Regions from separate parts of the Ovis aries genome. Here region 2 is linked to region 1. The links are chromatin contacts, called in public Hi-C maps. All regions are on one chromosome and are shown on one strand. The core of a region is the stretch at or near the end of the contact, and the rest is flanking DNA. Distances in the headings are between cores, read along the strand shown. Region 1 overlaps ADD3 (adducin 3). Region 2 holds the start of MXI1 (MAX interactor 1, dimerization protein).

What was found. Hi-C and Micro-C count contacts between places; a contact is called where the count stands out from the background.
Region 2: a contact with region 1 is called in a Hi-C map of liver, with 3 times the contacts expected there. The contact joins the promoter of MXI1 here to the enhancer-like site in region 1. A contact is called at or near these places in 9 of 16 Hi-C or Micro-C datasets (blood, hypothalamus, liver and 4 more).

Annotation. Positions count from the first base shown.
Region 1 is chr22:30,246,025-30,252,713 of ARS-UI_Ramb_v3.0, reverse strand. ADD3 (adducin 3) reads right to left here. Exons shown (of 13, transcript XM_060404448.1): 13 at 6,662-6,689. Among named protein-coding and RNA genes, the nearest start is that of MXI1, 61 kb to the left of the region's middle. Within about 2 kb of position 2,148, at least 6 of the 54 cell types and tissues checked have an H3K27ac peak or open chromatin away from gene starts, as enhancers often do. A contact at or near this core is called in liver, where this site is marked.
Region 2 is chr22:30,305,795-30,312,172 of ARS-UI_Ramb_v3.0, reverse strand. It overlaps MXI1 (MAX interactor 1, dimerization protein), which reads right to left and starts at 1,497. Exons shown (of 6, transcript XM_027960481.3): 1 at 990-1,497. The coding sequence starts at 1,251.

The DNA.
Region 1 (6,689 bases), core at 899-3,398:
GGGTGTGAAGAGATTCTGTTTGCCAGGGAGCAGGAACAGATGTTCTATGGACAGACAGCTCCTGGAGTAGAGGACAGAATGATTTAAACAGAGGATGATGACAGGCCTGAAGTTTGACAGGTAAGGGCCCAAGGAAGTCTTCCTCTTAGCAGCAGCGGGGAGGAGTGGACTGAGCGATCATTCTTCGGGCAAGTGTGGCGAGACAAATCGGTGAGGCCTCCTGGCCCAGGGCAGAAGGTTGTTACCCATCACCCAAGAGCCTGGGGATACACCACGTAGAATCAAGGTTCTGCTCACCTAAAATCATAGCCTCATTTACTCCAGGAGGAGAAATACAGACCACCCTCTGATTCTCTTCTCTCCAATTACTAGTACTGTTTTTAAAGTGTATGTATATGTTTATGTATTTGTCTGAGCCAGGTCTTATTTGCAGCTCACGGAAACTTTGATCTTCATTGTAGCATGTGGGATCTAGTTCCCTGATCAGGGATCTGCATTGGGAGGACAGAGTCTTAGCCACTGGACCATCAGGGAAATCCTCAATTACCAGCACTCTTGATGAGTGGCTTATACTGACTTCCAGAAGGGGGCCAGATTTGTCACTAGAGCTTCGAAAAACACAGGGCCATTCTGACAGCTAGTGTTTTGGTAGTGCTTGGCCCTTGTCCCCCCCCCAGGTAGGTTCTAGGGTGAAATATTAATAACCTGTCCTGGCTGCCCCGCTGAGTCTGTTATCACGGGGCTGCTTCCATCGTGAACTTCAGGCCAGGCCCCTTCCTGTCTCTGCAGCACTCCTCGCCCCCACTGGCTGGAGCCACCAGGCTGTGGGCTTCAGGACTGGTCCTGATGAGACAGGAAGAGCTAAGGTGGCTCTGGGACTCAGCAAGAAGTCACGCCTGTTTGCAGGCCAGTCATGACCTTGTGTCTTGGCTCTGATCACTGATTTGCTCCTCGGACCCTAGCCATTACCGTGTACCTCAGCTCTGATCACAGGATCCCTGTCTGTCATTTTCCTTCCATCTGAGTTTCTGTTCTGAAGAACTATACTAAGACCCCCTAAGCCTAAGGTCCTTCCCCGATCTTGCCATTGCCCCACAGGAAGTGGAGGAAGCACTGCTCTTAAAGCTCAGCCCCTGGGCTGGGGCTCCTACGCGAGCTACCCGGTTCCTGCGGTCCTGTTCTGCTCCAGGTTCCTAACTGGGACTTAACTTCCTGGATACAGACCACTGTACCAGATTGTGCTTTTGGTCGACTGCCACGTCCTCCGGATTCCATGCTTCACCCGCTGGGCTGCACTTCCTACTACCTGCTTCAGCTCAAGCTGCTGCCCCAATGCCCGGCTTTGCTCAGTGAGTGGGGAGAATTCCAGAGCTTGCCCCACCCAGTCTCCCCTGTTCTTCTGCAGTTAACTGAGCCATGCTCAGCCTGACTTCAGCAAGGGTATGTGCATGTACTCTTGCTCATTGTTAACCTAAAGGTCAAAATGGAGACAGGAGACCATACCCATACGAAGTTATTTCACATACTTGGTTCTATCATATAAAATTACCTAAAAGATTATTTTAAAAATGAAACACAATTATCACACACAACGTATTTTAAAGGGCTTAATGGGCTTCACCTGGTGGCTCAGACGGTAAAGAATCTGCTTGCAATGCAGGAGACCTGGGTTTGATCCCTGGGTTGGGACGATTCCCTGGAGAAAGGAATGGCTACCCATTCCAATATTCTTGCCTGGAGAATCCCATGGACAGAGGAGCCTGGTGGGTTGCAGTCTATAGGGTTGCAAAAAGTTGGACATGGCTGAGTGACTAACACAGATCGAAACATCCAAGTGCAGCGGGAGCTTCACCCCTCCCCTCTTTCCCTCTCCTCCTCCCAGCACCATGGCCTGGTGCAGAATACTTGGAATACATTTTGGTTTGTCTTAATAGCCTCAAATGACCTTCATTTCAGTTGTAACAATTGAAGCCAACATTTCCAAAATAGAAATCAGATAAGAAGTAATGTTTAACCTTGTTAGCCCAGTAAACACCTTTGGAAGAGTAGGCCTGTGCCTGCCAGCAAGTTGGCTATATCTACATGTTCTCTCATAAAACTGAGGAGGTCACCTACTCTAAAGTCAAAGTCTGCCCAACCAGCCACCACTGAAATCCAGCCCCCAGAGCATTACTCAACAGGAAAGGGGTGAGTTATAGAGTACTGCAACGACTTCCTCCATAGCTCCTGCTCAGCAAGAATCTTCTGAAGCTATTGCTCTTGGAAAAAACAATTAGTTTAGATCCTGCTTATAAAACAATAGTGCTCGTACATGAAGTAAGGACACACGCTAGTCTGGCAACTCACTGGAAAGCGTCTGGCAGCACCGCAGTCTGAGGTCCAGGCTGGACTGTCAGGGTTTTTTTTTTGTTTAACCCAGAAAATATAATTTAAGTCAAGAGGACCAGTGGGAAATCCACAGAACAGTCTGCCCCTTATAACCACACCACTTCCTCATTTCCATTCCCGTCTGTTAGGATATTACTGCTTTGGAAAAGTCTTTTTTTCTTGAAAAATCTCAAGTCTAAATATCAGCCCAATAGGACATTCTTTGGTCTAAGAAGTCCAATAACTAACACTCCAAATTGGTCCTTCCTCAGGGCTCATTCTACTGACCCTTTGGAGTGAAAGTCGAATATAAAAGGACAAACAATGCGGAAAAATCTTGTCTATAACAGTTTGAAATAATATGTAGTACAGACTCTTATATAAGACAATATTTTTTACTCATTGTTTGTCTATTATTTTAAAAGCATATTAAACATTTTAGAATCACTTCTTAGAAATTTATTATTACTTTTGTGTTTAAAAGCAAGTTTATTTAGAGAGGTACACATTCCACAGGCAGAATCCAGTCCGATTCAGAAGGCGAGAGCCTGAATGACTTCTTAGAAAAATAATTTTTTATTTTTGAACATCCAAACTGGATTAATAAAATCAATGCTATTGATTTTAAGATATAGAGATTAGCCAGGAACTAGTATTTTGCCTAGAGATAGGAGTTACTCGGGACTGAAAATAAGGAATTTTCTTTTTTATTTTTTTACTATTACAAGCAAGGTCAGCACTGGCCCAAGAATGACAGAACCTAAAGCAGTTTGTGCAGAAATAATCAGTAACGTTCACCATTGCTTCATTATCAAGACTTAACCAACTATAAATTATACAGGCTTTAAAAATAACTGTTAACTGGAGACATGTCCACCTGTCTGCTAGATTAAGACATATAACATTTGCTATGGAAGGAATATTAAAACATATCAGTTTGTCATTTCAGGTATAAATGGCATTTAAATATCACAGGTTGTAGTAGGAAAGCAATCAGTATCTTAACTCACTTGAGAGGAAACACAGGAGTGTCACAGAGCATCTGACTGACTTGGAATTTTAGGAAAAACAATTATTGATAAATAATACATGAGCTCTGTTCTGCAATATGTTTCTCTTAACTTTTCCTATTATAAAGTCCTATGCATTAATTTGCAGGGAATTTTAGATACTGTTTATTTATCTGTTCCTAGGTTATGATCCAATGGGCTTCCAAGGGAGACTGCGGTATAGCAGACAAGCGTGAGACGCAGACTTGAAGATCTGTGCTTGGATCCTGGCTGAGTCGTCTCTGAACGACTAGTGTTAGGCAAGTGCAATTTCTCTGGAAGACTAATTCTTCCTAAGTCAGAACAAGATAACTAGGCTGTAAGGAATGCATGAAGTAATTCAGTGTTTATAAACTTTCCTCAACCTTTTTCTGACAAAGGTCCATCTAGTTAAAGCTATGGTTTTTCTAGTAGTATGGATGTAAGAGTTGGACCATAAAGAAAGCTAAGTGCCAAAGAACTGATGCTTTTAAACTGTGGTGTTGAAACTTTTGAGAGTCCCCTGGACTGCAAGGAGATCCAACCAGTCAATCCTAAAGGAAATCAGTCCTGAATGTTCACTGGAAAGACTGATGCTGAATCTGAAACTCCAATACTTTGGCCACCTGATGCAAAGAACTGACTCATTGGAAAAGACCCAATGCTGGGAAAGATTGAAGGCAGGAGGAGAAGGGGATGACAGAGGATGAAATGGTTGGATGGCATCACCGACTCAATGGATATGAGTTTGAGCAAGCTCGGGGAGTTGGTGATGGACGGGGAGGCCTGGGGTGCTGCAGTCCATGGGGTCTCAAGGAGTTGGACACAACTGAGCGACTGAACTGATTCTGCATCCAGTAATTCATAATCAGAAAACAGATGCAAATCCAAGCCTAAAATAGACATTTTGAAGTAACTGGCCTCCATCAACTAAAACTAAATTTAGACCCAATATTGCCCCCTAACGGTCATCTCTTAGAAATGAAGTTTCTGAACACTCCCAAAGGCTGGCTTCTTGTTCTGATCTCCAGCATATATGCTAGAATTTTTCTCCAAGGAAGATCATCTCCAAGTATGTCCATTTAAATAAGATTTAAGTTGGTACAGTTTATCTTTAAAAATACTTCTATAACTAGATTAAGCAGTCTTTCCAGGTTTTAAAAATAACTTTCCTTAGAATGTCTCTCCTTGCCCCCAACTTTGGAAAAATTTTTTTTTAAAGCAAAGATAAAGAGCTTCTGCCCAACTCTTTTCTGCATCTTATGCAAAAGTACAGCTATCTTGTCTTCTGGGTGTCATGATGAAGGTTCAAGAGCTGGTTCTTTATCCTAAAGGACTGTACTGCCACAGGTTTGTTCCCACTTTTCAGGCACTCATCAATTTCTTAATTCTTGGGGTAAACTTAAGTTTTCCAAATCAAAAGTTAATGTTTTATCCCAACTCTACAGCCCATCTTATATCAAAACATGAATTCAGCATGGGTGGACTTAAGAGTTCACACTAAGTAAGCCACTACTCCCTCCAGGAAGCGTACACACAGGACATGGCACACACACAGCACTAGAATCATAAAAATTTGTATCTCAAAGTGAAACACTAGCACCTCCTTTTGGTGTCTGCAGGCCTTAGTCTTTATCTACAAAATGAGGATAATATCATCTCCTTTCTTAGGCTGTTGGAAAGGCCAGAGGAGGTATTACATGAAAAGCATTTAGCATAGTTTTTGATAACACAGAAGGCATCAAAAAAATGACAGATACTATCAGTTATCTCCCCAGTCAAAAAAAAGTTATTCTTTGGAAGCAGGCATTATATTGCCACTCACAGGCATGAAAACTCCTCCGAGGCGTTACTGTCTACCATGGTTACTTTCTGAGACCACACCTCAACAATTTTCAGCATGTTCTCCACAGGCATTACAGTCCCTGCTGGTGGTATTTGCATTGGTGAAATGGACCTGCTGAGACAACAAAGTTGAGAACAGTCTAGTGAGGAGAAGGATAAGCAACAAACTCTTTCAAGTTCTGGGTATTTGACAATAAACATGGTGGTGTTTAGCCTTTAAGAAAAGGAAAGTTCAAGGACTAGAAATACACAGGATTGTTAGGTCTACTGCACCCTCTAGTGGCCACAAAGAAGATTGCTTGTTTAAAATCCTAGTTTGGTTGAAATTGCAATATTGATGCATTCATATATCACTCTTGAATTTAAAAAATAACCAATTTGCCTTTATGTGTTCTCTGCCTATGTCAAAACAAAACCAAACCTAATATTAAGAAAAGCCAATGCTGCCACAGTTTGATCCATTTGTTCCCTTATATCCTGCTGAATGGAAATACTAATCAATAGAGGGAAAGGCACAGGCAACGCAACCTTTCATGCTCTATGGACTCAAGTGAGGACTGAAGATAATTGCCTTTGTTGCTTTATGAAAGGGAATTTTCAAATGAGCATCTTTCTAAAACAGCAATTTTTTCACCAAAGGGTTATTTACAAGACAAGGTAATAATTAAATATGCCCAAGACTATGAATCTATTCTCTGCCCAAACCCTTCATTTTTATAATGGGTAATTATAGTAAAAACTTCAATTAACCAGAACCCTCAATTAACATGATTTCCCCTCGTGCACTCTATTTTTAGGACAAAGTGGTGGAAAAAAATTGTAAGACATCATTCATGTGAGAGATTTAGTTTGAAAATCTTTTAGGATAGAATATGCTATAGTAGGAAAAAATCTTGAATAAAATTGCATCCATACCATGATAACCAATACACCGGAAGTACACACATAACAAGAGCTGGAAGAGAATAAATTATTTTGCTGAATATTGTGGTATAATTTTAACCTTTCTATTGTACTATCTTTTTAATGTTACATTGTTACATATATAAAAATAAAAGAGAAGGTATAAACTGGACATACATACTGCAACATTTTCTATTCTACATCCACGTAGCACTGGGACTGAGAATAAAGAATCTAAAATCCTTCAAAGATCTCTATAGATGTCAGAAAAATATTTAAGACTGTCACATCCTATCAAGAAAGAAAAATAGGTCACTTGGGGAATATTTCCTCCAAAATGAGCTGAAACAAGAAGGGCTTATTAGTTAATTTTCAACTAATTTGAAAATAAATGTATCAGGACATTTCTTATTCAGAAGTGTCAGTCTTACTCAAAATCTCACTGCAGTACAAAACTCTACAGAGTAGTTCAGGGTAAGTAACCACTCATGAATAGAAAGCTCATGATACCAAGTCCATCTATTTAAAATACTGTTTATTTGTGAT
Region 2 (6,378 bases), core at 248-2,747, 60 kb before region 1:
ACCTGAATCTGGGGTGGGGGTTGGGGGAGCAGTAGAAAGCCACCAGGAAGGCATCTGCCTTCCTCGCCCAGCGCGCTCACTCGGGAGCCGTATCCCGGAAAATAAAGAAACAGCACATAACAGCCCACACCTTCTTCCACAACTATTGTTTCCTGCGAGATCCCAAAGTTTCCTTCTCGCTGAGTCCCCCTCGCCAAGTTTCCCGGGCGCAGCACCGCGGGTCCCGGGCGAGCTGCTGGCGGTGCTTGGTTTTGCCGGCCTGTTTCTTTGGGGGTGGGGGGAGTCGGGGGCAGGGGCACCTAGGGCAGCAGAGGCGCAGGGGCACTGTCTCCGTGGACGCGATGGCCTGAGCCCAGCCTTGCAGCGAGAAGAGAGGAAAAGGCAAAGTAGACAGGAGGAAGAAGCAGAGCCGAGCCAGCCGGAGCCCACGCCGTGGAGGGCTGTTTGCTTGTTGTTATCGTTGTCGTGTGTCTATGTGTTTTCTTTCTGGAACCGCCGAGCTCTGCCTACAGTTTCCAACTTTCGTCTTGTAATCCCCACCCCACCCAGGAACGAGCGACGGAAAAACAACACTTGTCTGCCCGAGAAGGCTCCGGGGGAAAAAAAAAAAAGGAGAGAGGAAAAAAAAAAAAAAAGTAAGAAACGCGACCTCGAAGAGATGAGCTCTCGGCTCAGTTGTCAGCAAACAACAACACTCCCCCGCTCCTCGGCCCAGCGGTTCTCCCACCCTCCCGGAGACGGACAGACTGACGCACCGACAGCACCCCCCCCCCCCCCCCCCACCCCCCCGCCTACCCCCTGCTCGTCTTTGTTACATCTTTAGCAGCTTTGTGCGTGCGTGTCCTTTCTCCGGTGTCATCGGCTTTACTGCCGAGGGCTAGATGTGAGTGTGTTGGGGAGAGGGGGGCTAAGCAGGCGTCAGGGGTCGCCCAAGTGGGCGAGGAAGAAAGAGCCCGGCGCCGAAGAGGAGCCAGGGCCCCCAAACTTACTTTTGTTTTCTTTCTCGATCTGCTCCAGGTAGCTGGCGGCCTCGAGCAGAATCTGCACGTTCTGCAGAAAAGTGTTGATGTGCTTCTCCATCGAGTTCTCGCTGGTGTTGAAAATGTCCGAGAAGGGGCACCTGAGCTTGGCCCCCGCGGGCTCCTCCGGCTGGGCCGGGGGCTGGGGCGCGGTCACGGCCGGGGGCGCGGCGGGGGCCAGCCCCGCGCCCTCGCAGCGCGCCTCCTTGCGCGGCCGCCCGCGTTTGCCCATGGAGGGACCGCGGGGTCCGCCGAGCTCGTCCTCTTTCGGGGCTGCGCGGCCCGGCCAAGCTCCGGGCCCCGGGGGAAAGCCGGCTGGCTGGAGCGAAGAAGGCGCCGAGGCAAGAAGGCGACCTGACTTCCCGAGCCTCGCTGCGTGCTGTTGTGTGTTTGAGTGTGTGTGAGTGTGTGTCGGTCTCGCTGTGGGTCTGTGTGTATGGGAGATTGAATGAACCTACAGGACAGACGGAGGCGCTCTGGCGCCTGGGTCCTAGTGCGAGCCTGTCGCCATCGGACTGGTCAAAATGAAAGGCGGAGACAAGCGAGGCAGGGACCGCCCCCTGCCAGTCCTGGCATACTACCCCGCCTCTCCCCAATCTTATCACATTGTAGAGCGTAGTATTTAAACCCAAATGGAAAAAATACTCGAGGGCTCGGAGCGTACCCACAGAAAAACAAACTATTAAACTGTTGTTCTTTTACTTCACGTGAAAATAATACCAATGCCTGGCACCACATACTAGATTCCAACGGTAGCTGCTATGACTTAAAAAATAAAAGTCCAGTCCAAAAAAATCATACACGTTACCTCAAGTTCTCTCCCCTCAATAGACACACTCCTACATACACACACACACACACACGTACACGCACACGCACACACACAGAGGCACAGAAATCTGCCTTCACAGGGCCAAATGAAATCCCCAGGCCACCAAATCCCAGTTACAAATTTACTCACTCTTTCTTTCTCCCTTCAAATGCAGAGTTATTTTCCAGGAAGGGGGAGGAGATGGAAGCGTCTCTCCCCACACTCCTCTTCCCAGCCTTAGTCCAGCTGTGCAAAGCTCACAGTAGGGAGCCTCCACACCTGGCTCTCTTTTATTTTATTTGGCAGAAAGGCGGACGTGGCAGCCCAGGAACTTCCCACCCCTACCGTGGCTGAATTCCACCTTTTGGTTCTGAAGACCCCTACCCTAGGCGACACTGTTCCATTGCCAGTGCAGACCATTCAGGGTCTGCAGGAACCATGGATGCTTTCCAGGCCTGGGAAGTGTGGTGGCAGTCAGGGCCGTTGGGGAATGCCATAGAGAGGCATTCAAGCCCCAGCTCTGCTGCACACAGACTGGACTGTGAGTGTGCCTGGGCAAGTCCCCTAACCTCTCTCAGCCTGTTTCCCCATCCATGAAACCTCTGATAAGATTCATGAGTTGATTAAATTATATCTGCAGTCAGCATGCTCATAGTATGATCTTTTTCTTCCAATACAGACCCAGATAAGAACCTGAGTCCCCTACTTGGCAGCTAAAAGGAGAAATAAGTTATAGGAAACAAGACTCTCCTGCACTTTGTTGAAAAACATCTGTGCAATAAGCCTATCTAAATATTGTTGCCTTGCAAGGTCTCCTGGAGGTTTCCTCCAGGGAAACCATTTATACAGAAGACACAGTGAATGCTGCCCCCTGGAGTTGTGCAACCCAGCCACTCTGCTTAGAGACAGCTTCACACACACTTGTCAGGAAGACTTTTCCTGGAAATGAAAACTTTTGGAGAAAAGGAGAGAAAGTGTGTTTCTTTGTAGAAAACACTATATATATATGTAAAATAAATTCATGCACCCTCATTGAAGTATTGTGTATTTTTAGACTCCAATAACCTGCTGCTGAATCAGTATTTGGCATTTTAAAGCCGATATATTCACATTTTGGACCATAATATGATCATATTACACATATTCCCTGCTCATCTTCCATCTTGATTGATCTCTGCATCCTTTAGCTAGGGTAGAGAAGAAGCTCCTAAAAGGTGTGAGATAAAAGTTCACCTTCACTGGTGGCTCATTCCCTGGTAAGGAATCTGCCTGCAGTGCAGGAGACCTGGGTTCGATCCCTGGGTTGGGAAGATTCCCTGGAGAAGGGAATGGAAACTCATTCCAGTATTCTTGGCTGGAGAATTCCATGGACAGAGGAGCCTGGCAGGCTACAGTCCATGGGGTCACAAAGAGTTGGACGTGACTGAGCGACTAACGGTTTCACTTCACTTTTTTTCCATCTTCACAACAGCTATTTACTTTTTGTTCTGTTGGAACCACAATCTGATTTACTCATATTTTTAAATCTATAAACATCAAAGGACTTTAGGAAGTATAAACAAGTTTTATCCAATGCCATTTTGCAAAAATTGATCTCCCTTGCCCCTGGTGAAAGTGAGACAAAGAACTTTCTAAGCCCAGAGAAAACCTTGGTTTCTGATTCCCTGGTGGAGGTGTGGGCCAAATGTGTACATATACTGTACTGCAATCTGCATGTATACACACCCAGCAAGATAGGCACACCCCACACATGAGTGCCAGGGCAGGGGTAGAGTGTTTTGTCATTATTTATTTATCCCTGTTTCATCTCTCATAGGTCTGTGAGCTTCAGAAAGCCCAGTGGGAATCTTCAAGCTGGGCCACGGATCTGACCAAAGCCAAAATAAACAATGGCTTGAAGAAAATCTACAAAAAAGTGCTGATTTGCACTATTCCCACAGTCAGCCACAGCCCCCACCATCATTCCCATGGAAAACACCACTGCTGGTGCCAAATCAAGTCTTCCCTCCCATCATAGGGGCATTGTTTTTTGTTATTATGTGAGTTCTTAGCATCAGACAATGGCACCACAAGAGACACAGTGGAGGCAGGAGAAATGCCTTTTTGTTTCACAGAATCTAGGCTATTGTGCCCCAGAGTCTCACATACAGTAGAGTTGCATACATTCATTTTGGTAACGTGTCTTTGGAACGATGAATGTGCTAAAGCTCAAAGGCTCTTCCTTATTTTTTTTAGAGCCCATCAAGTGTTAAATCATGTGAGCATCCCTCCTCCCTAACCATTCCCCAATCAATAGATTTCTCTAATAAAGTTGGCTCCAAACGTAAAGAGGGGTGTTTCAGAAGTTATATCACAGGGCAGACTGAGCTGGCTCACAAGCTCAGCGCCATTCCTGACTACCTTTGCTTCCTAGGAGGAGCTGTTCATACCCTTTTTCTTTCTCTTGGGCCTTTTTGTTTTCGTCTGCGCCGAGTCTTCATTGCAGAGCACTGGCCTCTCTAATTGTGGCGCACGGGGTCCAGAGCGTGCAGGCTCAATAGTTGTGGCACGCAGGCTCCTCTCTAGTTGCAGCGCATGCGCTTAGTTGCCCCATGGCATATGGGATCTTAGCTCCCCAACCAGGGATCGAACTCGCATCCTCTGCATTGGAAGGCAGATTCTTAACCACTGGACCACCAGGGAGGTCCCTCTCTGGAGCCTTGATCCATAAATAAACAGGCCTCTTTGGAAACTTGCTGAGAATATCTGCAGAGAACAGGGAGGGAATGAGAAGGCAATCAGCCTGTAGGAACATGGGAACTATGTTAAAGAAAAGCAGTGAATTTTTGCGGTGCCCAGTCAGGCCAGCCATGATGTTCCCAAGGACCCTAAATGTCTTGGGTGCCCACTCAGCCTGGGTCATATTTTCTCAACCTTCTGTTTCTTTGCTTGGCCTATTTGGCAATATTTTTCCAACAACCTTATTTGCATATTAAAGCAAAATCATTCTTTATTTGTCCTTCTTCCCCCCCAGACTACACTACACTCTTACATCAAAGGAGTTGTTTTGCCTGTAATTATGTCTTCAGGTACACAGAGGCTAGTTAAGTACTGAAGCTGTGATATGAGAGCTTCCCCCAGACCTCCCCATCCTGCATTTGGATGGGATGCCCTTCCCCAGCCTGGACCACTTTGGTTCTCCTGGGCTCCTTAAGCCTGCCCTTCCTCCTCACCTGTGCTCCCTTCACTAGACCTTTCTGCCTGAAGCTACCCTCCAACATCTAGCTTTTCCTTGGACCTTGTTAGCACAACCAGTCAAGTTCTTCTCTGCTCTTTGACCTGTGGTCTTTGCACTCAGGCTTGGTAAATACCATCAAGAGATCTGTCCCCTGCGTTGTCTCTTGAGTCCTAATCCTCAGAGCTTCCCTAGCCAAGCTTTTCCTGGGCACCTTTCCCTTTGAAAGGGATTGTCGGCAATGATCTGATGAGCTGGCTCAGGACTCCCTCTCTCCTTGGGAGCCTTTATCTTGTCTTTATCTATTAGAAGTGGCTTCAAGGGAAGCCCAGGAGTTTCGGAGTGGCGGTTGGGGGTCGGGGTAGGGGAAGGTTAGGAACTGTTAGGCACAAGCAGAATAGCAGGAACTAGAACTGTGGGACTCTGCCTCTCCCACTGGCTCCTGCACAGGCTTAGAAGTGCTGACTAGGCCTCCTTCAACCACTCCCCATGCCCCCACCCCCACCCACACACTCACCAGTGGGTGTAGACATGGGCAGAGGATAAAGAGCCTCCACCCTACATTGGAGCTCACCCGGATGTCATCTGCTCCTGGGCATTATCTCTGCTCTTCTGGACTCTGCCCTCCCTTCTCTTGGACCTCTGAGGTTGGCAGGCCCTTCCTGTCTCAGGCAGTTCCTGGGCTTCTCCCATGCAATGCCCAGTTTTTAAAGGGTTTGCTAGACTATGAGCTCATCATGGGCAGGGAGCATGACTTGCTCCCCAACCATCCCCAGCCCCTAGCACCTAGCATGGCACAAGTATGGCCCAGAAGAGAGGCTTAGGCCATGAAGGTCAAAGAGATAAATGACCTTTCCTTGCCTGGCTGAACCTTGGTGCTGGCCTTTCCTGGCTTCCTTGCTCCAGCGTGGTAAGAAGAGGCATTGAACACTGCAAAACTATCCCTGAGTCATTCACATTAAAGTTTAAATATCAAAATGCTGCCTCTGTAGAGTAGCCAGAAACCCATTGAGCCAGATGGTGGAAATTCCCTTCCCCAAAAGTGCAGTGGCCCAGCCACCCTTTCCCCTGTTTTCTTACTGTTTTACATATCTGGGGACAAGATGAGTCTCCAAAACAATAAATTGCCTCTAAAGGAGAATCTTCCAGAATCTCCAGGCAATGAAGTCAGTGCCCTGCGACAAAAGTGAGAATCATACAGAGCTTACTTTCGTCACACCTTCTTATTCTCTTGTGTATCCTGGGGGTGGGGGCATTCCTACAGCAATCTATTTTCTTTAATGTCTCCATATTTTTTAAAATGAATTCAACAAAGATTCCAAATTCAGGTACTT